2 separate regions of the Mus musculus genome follow, and region 2 is linked to region 1. The links are chromatin contacts, called in public HiChIP or PLAC-seq maps. All regions are on one chromosome and are shown on one strand. Each heading gives the region's core, a stretch centred on a gene start, on an enhancer-like site or on the middle of the called end of the contact. The rest is flanking DNA. Distances are from core to core; before and after follow the strand shown.

Evidence for each region. HiChIP or PLAC-seq counts read pairs in DNA pulled down with a chosen protein or histone mark.
Region 2: a contact with region 1 is called in an HNF4G HiChIP or PLAC-seq map of pancreatic cancer cells. The contact joins two enhancer-like sites.

What each region holds. Positions count from the first base shown.
Region 1 is chr16:17,917,711-17,923,892 of GRCm38.p6, reverse strand. No RefSeq gene overlaps it. Among named protein-coding and RNA genes, the nearest start is that of Gsc2, 5.8 kb to the right of the region's middle. Within about 2 kb of position 2,547, at least 399 of the 459 cell types and tissues checked have an H3K27ac peak or open chromatin away from gene starts, as enhancers often do. A contact at or near this core is called in pancreatic cancer cells, where this site is marked.
Region 2 is chr16:18,855,616-18,861,848 of GRCm38.p6, reverse strand. No RefSeq gene overlaps it. Among named protein-coding and RNA genes, the nearest start is that of Mrpl40, 18 kb to the left of the region's middle. Within about 2 kb of position 1,533, at least 44 of the 459 cell types and tissues checked have an H3K27ac peak or open chromatin away from gene starts, as enhancers often do. A contact at or near this core is called in pancreatic cancer cells, where this site is marked.

The DNA of each region.
Region 1 (6,182 bases), core at 1,298-3,797:
TCCTGTAGGGAGGAACATAGCATCTGGCAACCTCACTGAGGGTTGCTTTTCTTGAGTTGCAGGAAGTGCCTTGCAGTTTCCCCAGGTGCTTGATGCTACTGAGACATGAAAAGCCCAGCAACTGCCCAAGAGGAGTTCCATCTATGGTCACAGTGATACCATCAGTCACTGTACTTACAAAGAGGCCCATGATTCATAGGAAGAGCCATAGCTATGTATGATTGCCCTTGACTGTCCCCAGATCCTCTTGGTCTGGGGATCTGATCAGGCCTCTAGGCTGGTGACCACTGCCTCTCTGGATAGCAGTGAAGGCAGAGATATGTGATGTGGGTCTTTGATCAAGATGCTATGCAGAACAAACCCAACTTACAGAATGGGACTTTACCTCTTCTTAAAACCCTGGAGACAGACAGAGCTTATACAGGGAAGAATTCCAGGAGGTGACTTAAGTTTGCAGATCTGCGGCACACACTCCTCATAGAACTGTGCCAGGAGGAACAATAGCCTCAGAGTGAGGACAGGGCTTAGACAAGCCCACAGAGGGACAGAGCAGGACCGCAAGCTGATATTTTGTGACCCATTCTAAATTCTGTGGAGCTCCTCTTACAGCTGTATAGGTACACCCTGAGATTTTCTATGTATGCCCCTGTGCAGGTGATAAAATGGCAAATCATAGTTTAATATCCAAAGAAATCACACTTTAATAGTTGAAAAATGCTTGTTTCCTGCATTCTAAAAAAAACCCCAAACTTTAAGTAGAGAATCAAGAAATTCAGAGTCCAAGCTTGCATATCTGAGCCGTGCCCCAGCCCAGTGACTGTCTCATTTTAGGCAAATAAAAGAATTCTTGCTTTCCTTTGTATCCCTCCCAGCACTCAGAAAACAGTCTCAGTTTAAGATTTCAATTTTTTTTTTTGATGCTGGCTTTTAATTTCCTGTTTCACAGATTCTTGGACTTATAAATTCGTAGGTCTAAAGCATAGAATTAGAGTCTGAGGAACACCTAGTAGCCTCTTCAAGATCTGGGACCACCTAGACACAGGACAAAGAATGGAGATACTGGCACTGCACCTCCTAAAAGGACAGTGGGAAAAGCACTGGGGCGTGGTCCTGTAACGTACAACGTCCTACTCTGTCCTGGCAATACCCAAGAAGAGCATTCTCCCTTCTGATCTGGTTGTGGCAAGCCCTGAGCCCCCAGAGTGGCCTTTAACACCGATGTCACATTTGTCTTCTCAGTGGAATGTCAGTCACCTATCCTCCATGTCACCGGCCTAAGTAAACTATGCTCCAAAGGCATTATCTTAAGTGACCCCAGGAGACAAGCCACCCTTTGGTCCTCAGCCTAACTGAAATACCTACCTCACTAGCCTGACTACCAGAGCAGCGCAGCCTCCTAACGCTCCCAGGCGTTGGGAAGGTTTTCAAGCACTGGATCGTAAGAGGACAGCTCAGACTGTCTGGCCAGCCTGCACAAAGGCCCTCACAGACCTACGGAGGCTGGCCACGTGCCAGGTCCTCTCCATCAAGTCACCAGCTCCTCAGGTGTCTGGGAGATTCTCCCGGTGTTCCAAAAGGAAAAACAATACGCCTGCCTCCATGATCCAAAAGCTGATCCGGACAGAGATGAACACATGAGAGAGGCTGTGCCCGCCTCGACATGCAGCATGGAGAGCACAGACCGTTTGGTGTGCGAGCGAGGGCTCTTGGAATTCACTTCTGGAAGAAGTGCTACCTAGCGCTCTCCACGGTTTCGGAAACACGGGAGGATGGGAAGCACGGCCTCCGACACAGAGACACCACCGTAAGCCGGAGCAAGGCAGCTCTTACGCCAGGCGGCGCTTGTTGATGACATCACAAGGACGCACCTTATAGTCAGGGGCCGCGCAGGCGTTCTGCCGGCTGCCGCGGGCGCAGGGATTGCGCTGATATAACCACCTGACTACCGGAGCTTGCAGTTTCGCTCTCGGCCGCCAGTCTAATCTGGAAGCGCCTCGTAGACACTCCCCGTCCTATGGTTTTTCCCGAGCTCGCTTGCAAGCCCCACCACACTGGCCAGCTCAACCGCCACAGTCCACCCTCCGGAGTGCGAGGACGCACGCCCCTGGCAACTCCTAACCCCTCAGTTTGAGGGGACACTCCCCACTAAGTCCCAGAATTCCGCCCCCCCCCCCGTGGTTCCTTCTGGCCATGCTTTCTGGCTTTCTCTCTATGCTGTGTGATTCTAACTGCCCCTAAGGTCGTGTGTAACCCACGTGCAGATCAGGAACCTAATCCTTTTTCCTGAAATACCTCTCACCCTGTTCGTCTTCCTGTGCGCTCATATCCAAACTCACTGATGACCACGCGGCTCTTCCCCAGTGTCCCCCCTCTACGGAGACTAGCTTGGAAACTCATTGCTCACTATTAAACGAAGGAAGGAAAAACAGCTTATCGTTGCGGTCCTCTGGATCTTATGGTCTAGTGCCGATTGGGGTACAGGGTATCTCTGAATACCTTGCTCTGGGTAATGTGGTAGCTACAGGAGGAAGTTAAGTTGCTATGGAAGGCAGTAGTGTGCACAGGCTGCACTGCTGGACCTGCTGCATGTTTATTTTGACCTGGCCCTGTCTCCTATGGGCCAGCGTCATTGATCAGATGAAAAGAGCTGCACAATGGGAGGTATGTGCACCTTCCTGGGAAACCCAAACTAGGAAAACTGGAGCCTTGCTGCAGCTTGGGTCTATAAAGGGGCAAGGAAAGTTCTTCCTTTTGTCAGGAACAGAAAGGGCAAGAGGCAGTATGCTGTATAACCTGCTGGTCCCCAGAAAGGGATAGCAATGAACAAAAGACCAGTCAGGTTTCACACTCAGCAGCTGCCCAGATCCACCCCAAGTGGCACTTTGGGATCTGCCTCTGAACATGCGACTGCTGGGGAAACTGAGACCCGCTAGCTGGCCCTAGGTCTGTCCAGCTCAGGAATGTTCCCTGCTTGTGACAATTGAGCGACCAAAGCAGATTAACCTGGGTGTTAATCCCCTCTAATGGTTTCAGAATCCTCGATGCGAGGCGCTAAGCCGGCCTTTCTCCAAGGCCTGCAGAAGCCCTTCCCAAAGCCTTCGCCTGCAGCCGCGCCGATGCTATCTCAGCCCCGCCTGGCAGCGAACCCGCTCTAATCCCCTGTGCTCTCTTTCTTCCCCTGCCTGCCTGAGATGAGGCCGATTGGCGTTTGATTACCGCGCTATCGAGGACCCTTTGTGCAATCGGCCCCAAATCCCCTAATTCTGTGATAAAGGCTGCATTAGCAGACGTTTGCTGTAGAAAAGGCACTGGCATGAAAGAATGCAATCAGGGGAATCCTGATGGCCTGGCGCAAGCCTGTTAGTGAGTGAGGACAACAAGGAGAGGGGGATGCCTCCATTCTACAGGACAGGGGAGGGGTGGCGAGGCCCAGGAGAGGGAGGGCATCGTGTCCTGGGTATCTCCAATCCATCTTCCTCAGCTCTGAATGTTTGGGCTGCAAGAGGAGGGTCCACCCCACCTCCAGCCTCACCATCGCACTTTCAAGACCTTGGCTTTGGATATATAGAATGGTGGTGCCTACCTTGAAACGCAGGGTTAGGAGAGAAAAGTGGCTGGAAATGAGTTAGGAGGCTATTCCTGGGCTGGCGTATTGGCTCCTGCCTCTATCCCAATGCCTGAGAGGTAGAGGCAGGAGAATCTAGGTTAGTAAGCTACATAGTGAATTCAAGACCAACTTGGGTTATATAAGACCTCATCTCAAAAAAAAACAAAATAAAGCTAAACAAGCAGAACAAAATAAAACATTCATCAAAGAAAATGGCAGATGGCAGAGACTCCTAAAATGGCACCGCTAAGGTCAGCAGCAGGTAGGACTGGAAAAGGCCAGAGGTGGGGAGGGAAGAGTGGTGAGTGTGGTCCTAGGGTTGAGGGGTCGGCAGCTCCAGGGATAGGTAAGAGTTTCCCAAGGGATGCAGGTGGGCTGGAGGGCTCTTCACCTGGGTGGGCAAGTGTGCACTTAATAACATAAAGACAGCTGACATGTTAATTTACTGAAGTGTGGGAAAAAAAAAAAAGTCAGGCCATATCAAGGAGGACACGTGGCTCTGTCCAGAGCTGACTCATCAGCCCTCTAGCTGGTGACCTTGGGTCATTACCTGAATGACAGAGCCACCCAAACCCTGAACAGAACTTGCTATGGCTCTAGAGATCCCAAAAGGCTGGCTCTGATTTCAAGGTGGGTCACAGATGAAGTCCACGGACTTCTGTCTGGAGACTGGTCCTGCAGATGCCTTCTGCTTAGTTGTCTCCCTCCCCTGTCTTATCAGGTAGCCCTGTTCTTCCCAGGGTGACCAATCAACTCAGTCAGTGTTCTTTGATCAAATGAACTTCCCAAAAGAACAGGACATTGGACACTAAAAGTGCAGAATCCCTGGGGAAGCTGGGATTCCTAGTTCACCTGTGTTTGTGCATCCCTCAAAGAGGTATATTAAAAGTGTAACCCCAGGGCTGGTGAGATGGCTCAGTGGGTAAGAGCACCCGACTGCTCTTCCGAAGGTCCAGAGTTCAAATCCCAGCAACCACATGGTGGCTCACAACCATCCGTAATGAGATCTGACTCCCTCTTCTGGAGTGTCTGAAGACAGCTACAGTGTACTTACATATAATAAATAAATCTTTTTTAAAAAAAGTGTAACCCCAGGGACCTGTGAAATTGCAAATATGACCTTTCTAGCTGCAGTAACAGTAAGATTAATTAGGATGAGGTCTTACTGGACATGCTAAGTGCTCTACCACCAAGCTGGATCTCATTGCCAGTCCTTCCCCCTCCCACCCCACCCCCCACTTAGACTCCTGAGTGCTGGGATAAAAGGCATCTAGCTTTCTCAGGCATGCTATGTGTTTATTTATTATTCTCCTTTTTAGCTCATTGGTGTCTCTCTGGTAAAAATAAATCCCTCATAGTTAAGTATTATATTTTAAAAACTTCAACTTGAGCCAATGTTAGTGGCACATGACCGTAATCTTAGCATTTGGGAACTGGAGGTAGGGGATCAAATTCAAGGCCAGTCTTGGTCGTGTGGTAAGTGTGAGACCAGTTTAGGTTACAATCGTAGGACCTTGTCTCAAACCAAAGAAGTGGCCAAGCTTGTGCTTGTGACCTTGGGTTCAATCACCAAAGCACACTAAAAAGGGCTGAACCCCGGGGTGGGGAGGGGGTAGGCATATGGCTTAGTGGTAGAGCATTCACCTAGCATGGTCAAGGCCATGGGTTCTATTCCTAGCACCCACACACAGAGATGGAGGTGGTATTAAACCATATCTTACTTATATACAAAAATTAGCTTAAATGGATCAATGTAAGAGTTATAAAACATAGAGTTTATAAAATTATAGGCTGCAATACCCCTGCCCCAATTTCCACTGCAGGAGATAGAACCTAGGACTTTGTGACTGCTAAACAAGTATTCTCCCATCTGAAGTAGATCCCCAGCCCCTACCAGTAAATCTTGGTTATAACAGTGGCTTCTTAGATATGGCACCAACAACATACACAACCAAAGACAAAATAAATTTGGTTTATTCCATTTTAAAAATATTTTTGTTCTTTTCTTGTTGTTCAGTAATTTCCTCCAAAGTCTTTTTGGGACCTAGGAAGTTCTAAATGAGGAAACTTCAAAGGGAACCTTGTTAAGACAAAGGGAGGAAACAATTCAAAAGTCTCAGGAAGTTGCTGAAACTAACAAGATTCACAAGGCCTCTCCCTACCCATGATGCTAGAAGCAATAAGAGCTACTGAGAAAACAGCAGATGACTGGTTATTTCTCCACTGCTGAAATGAACTAATTCAAGCCAGATTAGATTATATTAAAGGCAGGTTCATTGGGCCCTGGTTTCTGGCGGGAGAGTTCGCTGGCCCCAAGGACCAAGGCCAGGGACATCACCATAGGGAAAGGAGAATAGGGGAGGGAGAGAAAGGAGCAGAGAGGGAAGAGAAGAGAGGGAGAGAGCATGCAAGTGAGTGCAAAATGTCTGGACTATATAGGGAGGAACCTATGGGAGAAGGGCAGCCCATTCCCCTGGCTGGAAAGTTTAGGGTTGGGGGGGGGGCAGAGTATGCCAGGTAGGGACTGAGGGATGCTGGGAGAACCTGGAGGCCAGGTCTGGTTTGGTATCCCTTG
Region 2 (6,233 bases), core at 284-2,783, 940 kb before region 1:
GTCCTCTAGGCTCCAGATGCCTGTACTCCACTGCTGCTGCTGCTCTTGGTGGTCATCTCATGGTACTGGCATCTCCAAAACACTGCATGACCCCTTCAGTCCTGGGCCTTCATTTGCAACTGAGGCTGCACCCTCACCAATGGCCTTCCATGGCCTCTCACAGTGCCGAGCCTCAGCTGCTTTGCGTGACCCCTTCATGCCTTCAAAACCAGTACCACCTAGGTGACCCTTACATATTACCAAGTCCTGCTGCAGCAGGAGTACAACCTTGGCCATCTCTGGAACACAGCCTCTTTGTGCTTTCAGAAAACACTTCCCAGAAGTTGTCACCTCAATGATGCTGGTCTCTTCTTAATCACCGCTAATTTCTTAGCTCCAGCTAACCAGCATCAATAGTCCCAGTAATGCAAAGGTTTTGCTTTAGTAGTTCTGGTATCTTGTTAATCACAGCTGATTCTTCAGCCCCAGCTAACCAGAACCACAGAATAATCAAACTCCAAAATAGCAATGTCCCTGAAAAGAGTCTTTAATTTTCCCTCTGAAACTTCACAAGCCAGGCCTCCATCTTCTGCACTGTTCTCAACATTATCTTCCAAGCTCCTACACAACATCCGACAGAGCTCTTAACAACGGATGGATCTTCAAGCCCAAAGTTCCAAAGTCCTTCCACAGTCCTCCCCAAAACATGGTCAGGTTGTCACAGGAATACCCCACACTGCTGGTACCAATTTGCCTTAGTCAGGGTTTCTATTCCTGCACAAACATCATGACCAAGAAGCAAGTTGGGGAGGAAAGGGTTTATTCGGCTTACACTTCCATACTGCTGTTCATCACCAAGGAAGCCAGGACTGGAACTCAAGCAGGTCAGGAAGCAGGAGCTGATGCAGAGGCCATGGAGGGATGTTCTTTACTGGCTTGCCTCACCTGGCTTGCTCAGCCTGCTTTCTTATAGAACCAAGACTACCAGCCCTGAGATGGTCCCACCCACAAGGGGCCTTTCCCCCTTGATCACTAATTGAGAAAATGCCTTACAATTGCATCTCATGGAGGCATTTCCTCAACTGAAGCTCCTTTCTCTGTGATAACTCCAGCTGTGTCAAGTTGACACAAAACTAGCCAGTACAGTAGCAAAGGCACATTGGCTATCCATGTCTCTTGTCTTTTCTCAGCTCTAACACCTTGATCAGAGCTGCCAGTTCAGCTTTCTAGGCTGGCATTCCTCCCAGGCTCTGCCCATATGATCTTGGAGTCTGAGACCACTGCTGCCCCAGCATACCTCTGTCCATCCTGAATGAGGCTGTTGTCATTGGAAAACCGTGTTACCTCTGCATCCATCTGAACAATCATGCAGAGGCCCATCAATTGAGCTCAGAGTCAGGCAGCAGAGCAGCTAATCCTGGGGGCATTCAAGAAGAGAGGCTGGGGCTGAGTCATTCTGGCATCATTTTTAACCAGGAGGTCATTGCTGCACTGATGTGTAAACAGGTCAGCTTCTGCCAATTAGTGACACATTGGCCATTGGCTGATGCCAAGGTCTGGAGTCTGAGTATGCATCCTCAGGGCCAAGCAATGTCAGCTGTAGTTGGCAGAGTAAAGCCTTCTTAGTGGAGCCTCAAATAGTCCAAGACCTCTAAGAGGTCTTGTGTTTTTGTTTTATTTCTGTTGCCACTAGGAAGTTATTTTAAACTGATGAAGAGACTTTATCCTCAGGTTTAGCAAGACATAATGTTGAACTTTATTAATTATCAACAAAAAGGCTGGTAGGTTTCCCTTTTACTTTTAGGGTTACCCTGGCCTTGGAGAGGGGGCACTTTTGATCTTATGGCCCCTCTTATCTACTTCTCTGTTTTAGGCATCTCTTACAGTCTTCTGGTTTGGCTTTGGCTGCTAACAGATCTTTGCTAGGTCTAGAGTCTGTTCCTTTTGTCCTCTCCTCTGCTTCTCCTTTGCAGTCTCTCTTCTATTAAATACTCTCTCTGCCACTATCATTAGATCTCTCAGACTTTTTCTTTTTTCCTAACCTCTCAATCTTCTGGAGCTTTTTCTTAAATATCTGGTGCTTCCTGATTAATAAAGCTAGAGTGATGGCTGCCTTTGCTTCTGGTGGTTTAGGGTCCATGGGGGTGTACTGTCAAAATGTCCCCATGACCCTCTCTAAAAAAGTTTTATTCCTGTCTAATATCATACACTCTGGCCAAATTTGTGGGCTGTCTTGTGGCCACCTTGAGACCTGCCAGCAAAGCCTGACAGTAGACTAAGAGCCTCTTCTTACCTTCAACAGAGTTAAAATACCAGTCTGAGCTAGATAGTGGAAAGCAAGCATTTGGGGGGGGGTCTTCTGTGGGGCCAGGAACCCGCTTCCTGGCCTATTCTGTGGTGAAGGGAACCTGTAGAATGTGGTAGACATAGCCTGTCTCATGTTAATATGTCCGTCAAAGCCACTTTGTCAAAGTCATCTCATCAAAGTCACCTGTCAAAATCATTTTATCAAGCTCATCTTGTCAAAGTCACCTCATCAAAGTCATGTAACAAGAGACACAAACACAACATACAAAAACACAAATAAAACCTTTCCTGTCTTTCAAGCAGAAAGAAGAAACAGCCAGAAAGTGTCACTCATGAAAAAGACCTCTCTATGCCACCCAAAACACAAGTCCAACCTTTTCTCTCTACCAGGCAGAAATGGGAAATAACCAGAAAGTGATGCACACCCACAAAAAATTAACCTGATTGGTGGGAGTCTCTCAGCTCCTCTGAGCCCACACCTATCCCAGACCAAGACTCAGGATGTCTCCTGGCCCCACCATAAGCCATGGCTCTCAGATACATCTATCCTAACTGCAACCTGCCACAGAAACAAATTCAAGGCCTTGTACCCAGAAGGATATGACACCGTTTAGAATCAATGAACAGAAAAAGGTACAACCAGAAACAAAAATCAACCAAAACCAGGGGGAAAAAAATACAGCCAGTAGTAACAAAAACCAACCAGAAGGTGGCACTCACAGCAGATGGATGTAGTGCCACTCAATCTGTGAACAGAGGCAACCAGCAACAAAAACCAAAACCAGAAAAAAATATAGCCTGTAGTAACAAGAACCAACCAGAAGGTGGTGCTCACAGAAGACTAATGTGGTCACTCAGACCTGGAAAAAAGGGATACAGCCCATAGTAACAAGAAACAACCAGAAGATGGTACTCTCTCACACACACACACACAGAACAACAACAATCCTCAGTACTGCACAAATATTTACTCAGACCTGGAAAAATCACTATGGCAACATAAGTCATTTATAATACACAAGTTTGTCATGATCTGTAGATCTCACAGAAAGTTTCTAACATTCAGACAAATTAGGCACCACCCAGATCACAAGCTTTTGTGCCACTGAATAATAAAAGAATTTCTGGGGGTATCGCCAATCCAGATTTCAAGTTCTTCTACAGAGGTATAGTAATAAAAACAGCTTGGTATTGGCATAAAAACAGACATGCAGATCAATAGAATCAAATTGAATATCTAGACATAAACCCACATATCTATGGACACCTGATTTTTTACAAAAAAAGCTAAAAATACACACTGTGTATTTCAACAAATTGTGCTAGTCAAAATGGATGGCTGGATCCAGTTTGGAATTCACTCTGTAGACCAAGACGACCTTGAACTCAGAGATCAGCCTGCCTCTGTCTCCCAAGTGTTGGGATTAAAGGCATATGCCACCACTACCCAGCTGTTAACACTAACCTTGGAAGGCTGAGTCAGGAGCATTTTGAGTCAGGAGAAATTGCATAGAAGAATGTAAATAGATCCATATTTATCACCCTGCACAAAACTGAACTTTTAATTGGGTCAAGGACCTTAACATAAGAGCAGATATACTAAACCTGATAGAAGAGAAGTGGGGAAATAATCTTGAACTTATTGACACAGGAAAAGACTTTCTAAACAGGCACTAAGATCAACAATTAATAAATGGTGATGTGCCAGGAAGTGTTTATGAATCCAAAAGACCACCAAGGAGCCATCTCTGACATAATAGCATTAGAGTCTCTTTATTACAAGCTCAGGCTTGGGCTCTCTTCCAACCCAACCCCGACACAAGAGGGCAGGAAGGGAAGGTGGAGCCACCTTGAACCCTCAACAAGACAAGTTTTTATAGGAAAATAGGAGCAAGTGATGTTGGAGTTCGTCAGAAGACCCTTACTCAGAACGACCTCAGAGACAGCCGCCATCGCTGCAAAACACATGAGGATTTTTATTGATCCAACATGTTGGGGACTCCCCTCCCAGCACACAGGCCAGAGGAGAGACCCAGAACAAAGAAAGAACACATTTTTTATACCTTTGTAAGGGGCATATTTGAGCAACAGGGTTCTCATTGGTGTAGCAAGTAACCCTTTCAGGCGTTGGTTGGTTTGTATAGGATGACTAAGTAACCCTTTGGCCTAATGACTCACTTTGCTTGCCCCCATGGTGGGTTATTATGATTTGGTCAGCAAAGTAATAGTACATTTTGAACTTATGGATCAGCTATTAACATCAGGGGAATTCTTGCAACAAGGTCAGGGTGGTTTATGGTCTTTGTGAGAATTCAGTGTGGGGGGGGGGCAGGAGAATTGCTAATCTTGTTATGGTTATTTCTCAGAGAACAGCTATTGTTTTGGTAGTTGCAAGCTTAATCATTTTGACCGCGAAAACTATGTTTTTACATTTGTTTAGTCAGCCAGCTTTCTTATCTGGCTCTGCACTTGGCCTGCTTGTGCAGTTTGGAAAGTCCTTTTCGAAGGGGGAAGGTACTGGGTGGTCTTCAATTCATTTTGGATATTACAGTGAGAGGGTGAGGGAGGTGGTGTCCAGTCTGTCAAGCATCTCATAGAATGACTGTAAGCCAACAGGTGGGTGCTCTGAAGCAAGAGTGTATAGAGTCACAAGCCATCTGAAACAATCAGACTAATCTTTGATTAACTGTTGCTAGGTGGGGGGTGGGTGGGTATGGGGGACTTTTGGTATAGCATTGGAAATGTAAATGAGCTAAATACCTAATAAAAAATGGAAAAAAAAACTGTTGCTAGGAAGTAGCTAGGGAGTAACTCTGGCCAGGGACAAGCTGTGGGGTCCTTCCTGGTACTTCGATGCAGCTTGGGTTCTGCTGTAGGTCAAGTTCTCAGGCTCTTTTTATTTTTTATTTTTCTTTTCTTTAAGATGGAGGCCAGTCCCAGGATGGAATAGGTTTGGCCTCTCAATGGGACCTTGTGAAACTGGGATGCTTCTGTATGGCAAAGGACACCATCACTTGAACAAAGTGGCAAGTTACAGAATTGGAGAAGGTCTTTACCAATTGCTTATCCTATAGAGGGTCAATAATACATAAAATGCATAAAGATCTCAAAAAATAGCCAGGCAGTGTTGACAGTGCCTTTAATCCCAGCACTCTGGAGGCAAAGGCTCCTGATCTCTGAGTTCAAGGTCAGCCTGCTCTACAGAGCAAGTTGTAGGACAGCCAGGACTATACAGAGAAACCCTGTATTGAACAACAAAACAAACAAAAGAACTAAAAAAAAAAATCAAAAAACAAAAAATTTAACATCAAGGCTGGAGTGGATAAAAGCACTGGCTGTTCTTCCAGAGGACTGGGGTTCAATTCTCAGCACCCACATGGCAGCTCACAATTCTCTGTAAGTCCAAGATCTGACACCCTCACACAGACACCAAAGCAAAAGAGCAATACACATGAAATTCAATATTAAAAAAAAAAAAAACCCTGAACATCAAGAAAACAAATAACCCAATTTAAAAATGGGGCACAGTGGGCTGAAGAGACAGTTCAATGGTTAAGAACACTGACTGCTCTTCCAGAGATTCTGAGCTCAATTCCCAGCAACCACATGGTGGCTCACAACCATCTGTAATGGGATCTGATGCCCTCTTCTGGTGTGTCTGAAGATAGGAACAGTGTACTCACATTAAATAAATAAATAAATAAATAGATAAATAAATAAATAAATAAATAAATGGCTGAGAAACACTTTAAAACTGTAACTGTTCAAAGCCAGCCGTGGTGGCATATGCCTTTAATCCCAGCACTAGGGAGGCAGAGGCAGGCAGATTTCTGAGTTCGAGGCCAGCCTGGACTACAGAGTGAGTTCCAGGACAGCCAGGGCTATACAGGGAAAGCCCTGTCTGGAAAAAAAACAAAAAACAAAAAACAAAAACCCAAAAACAAAAA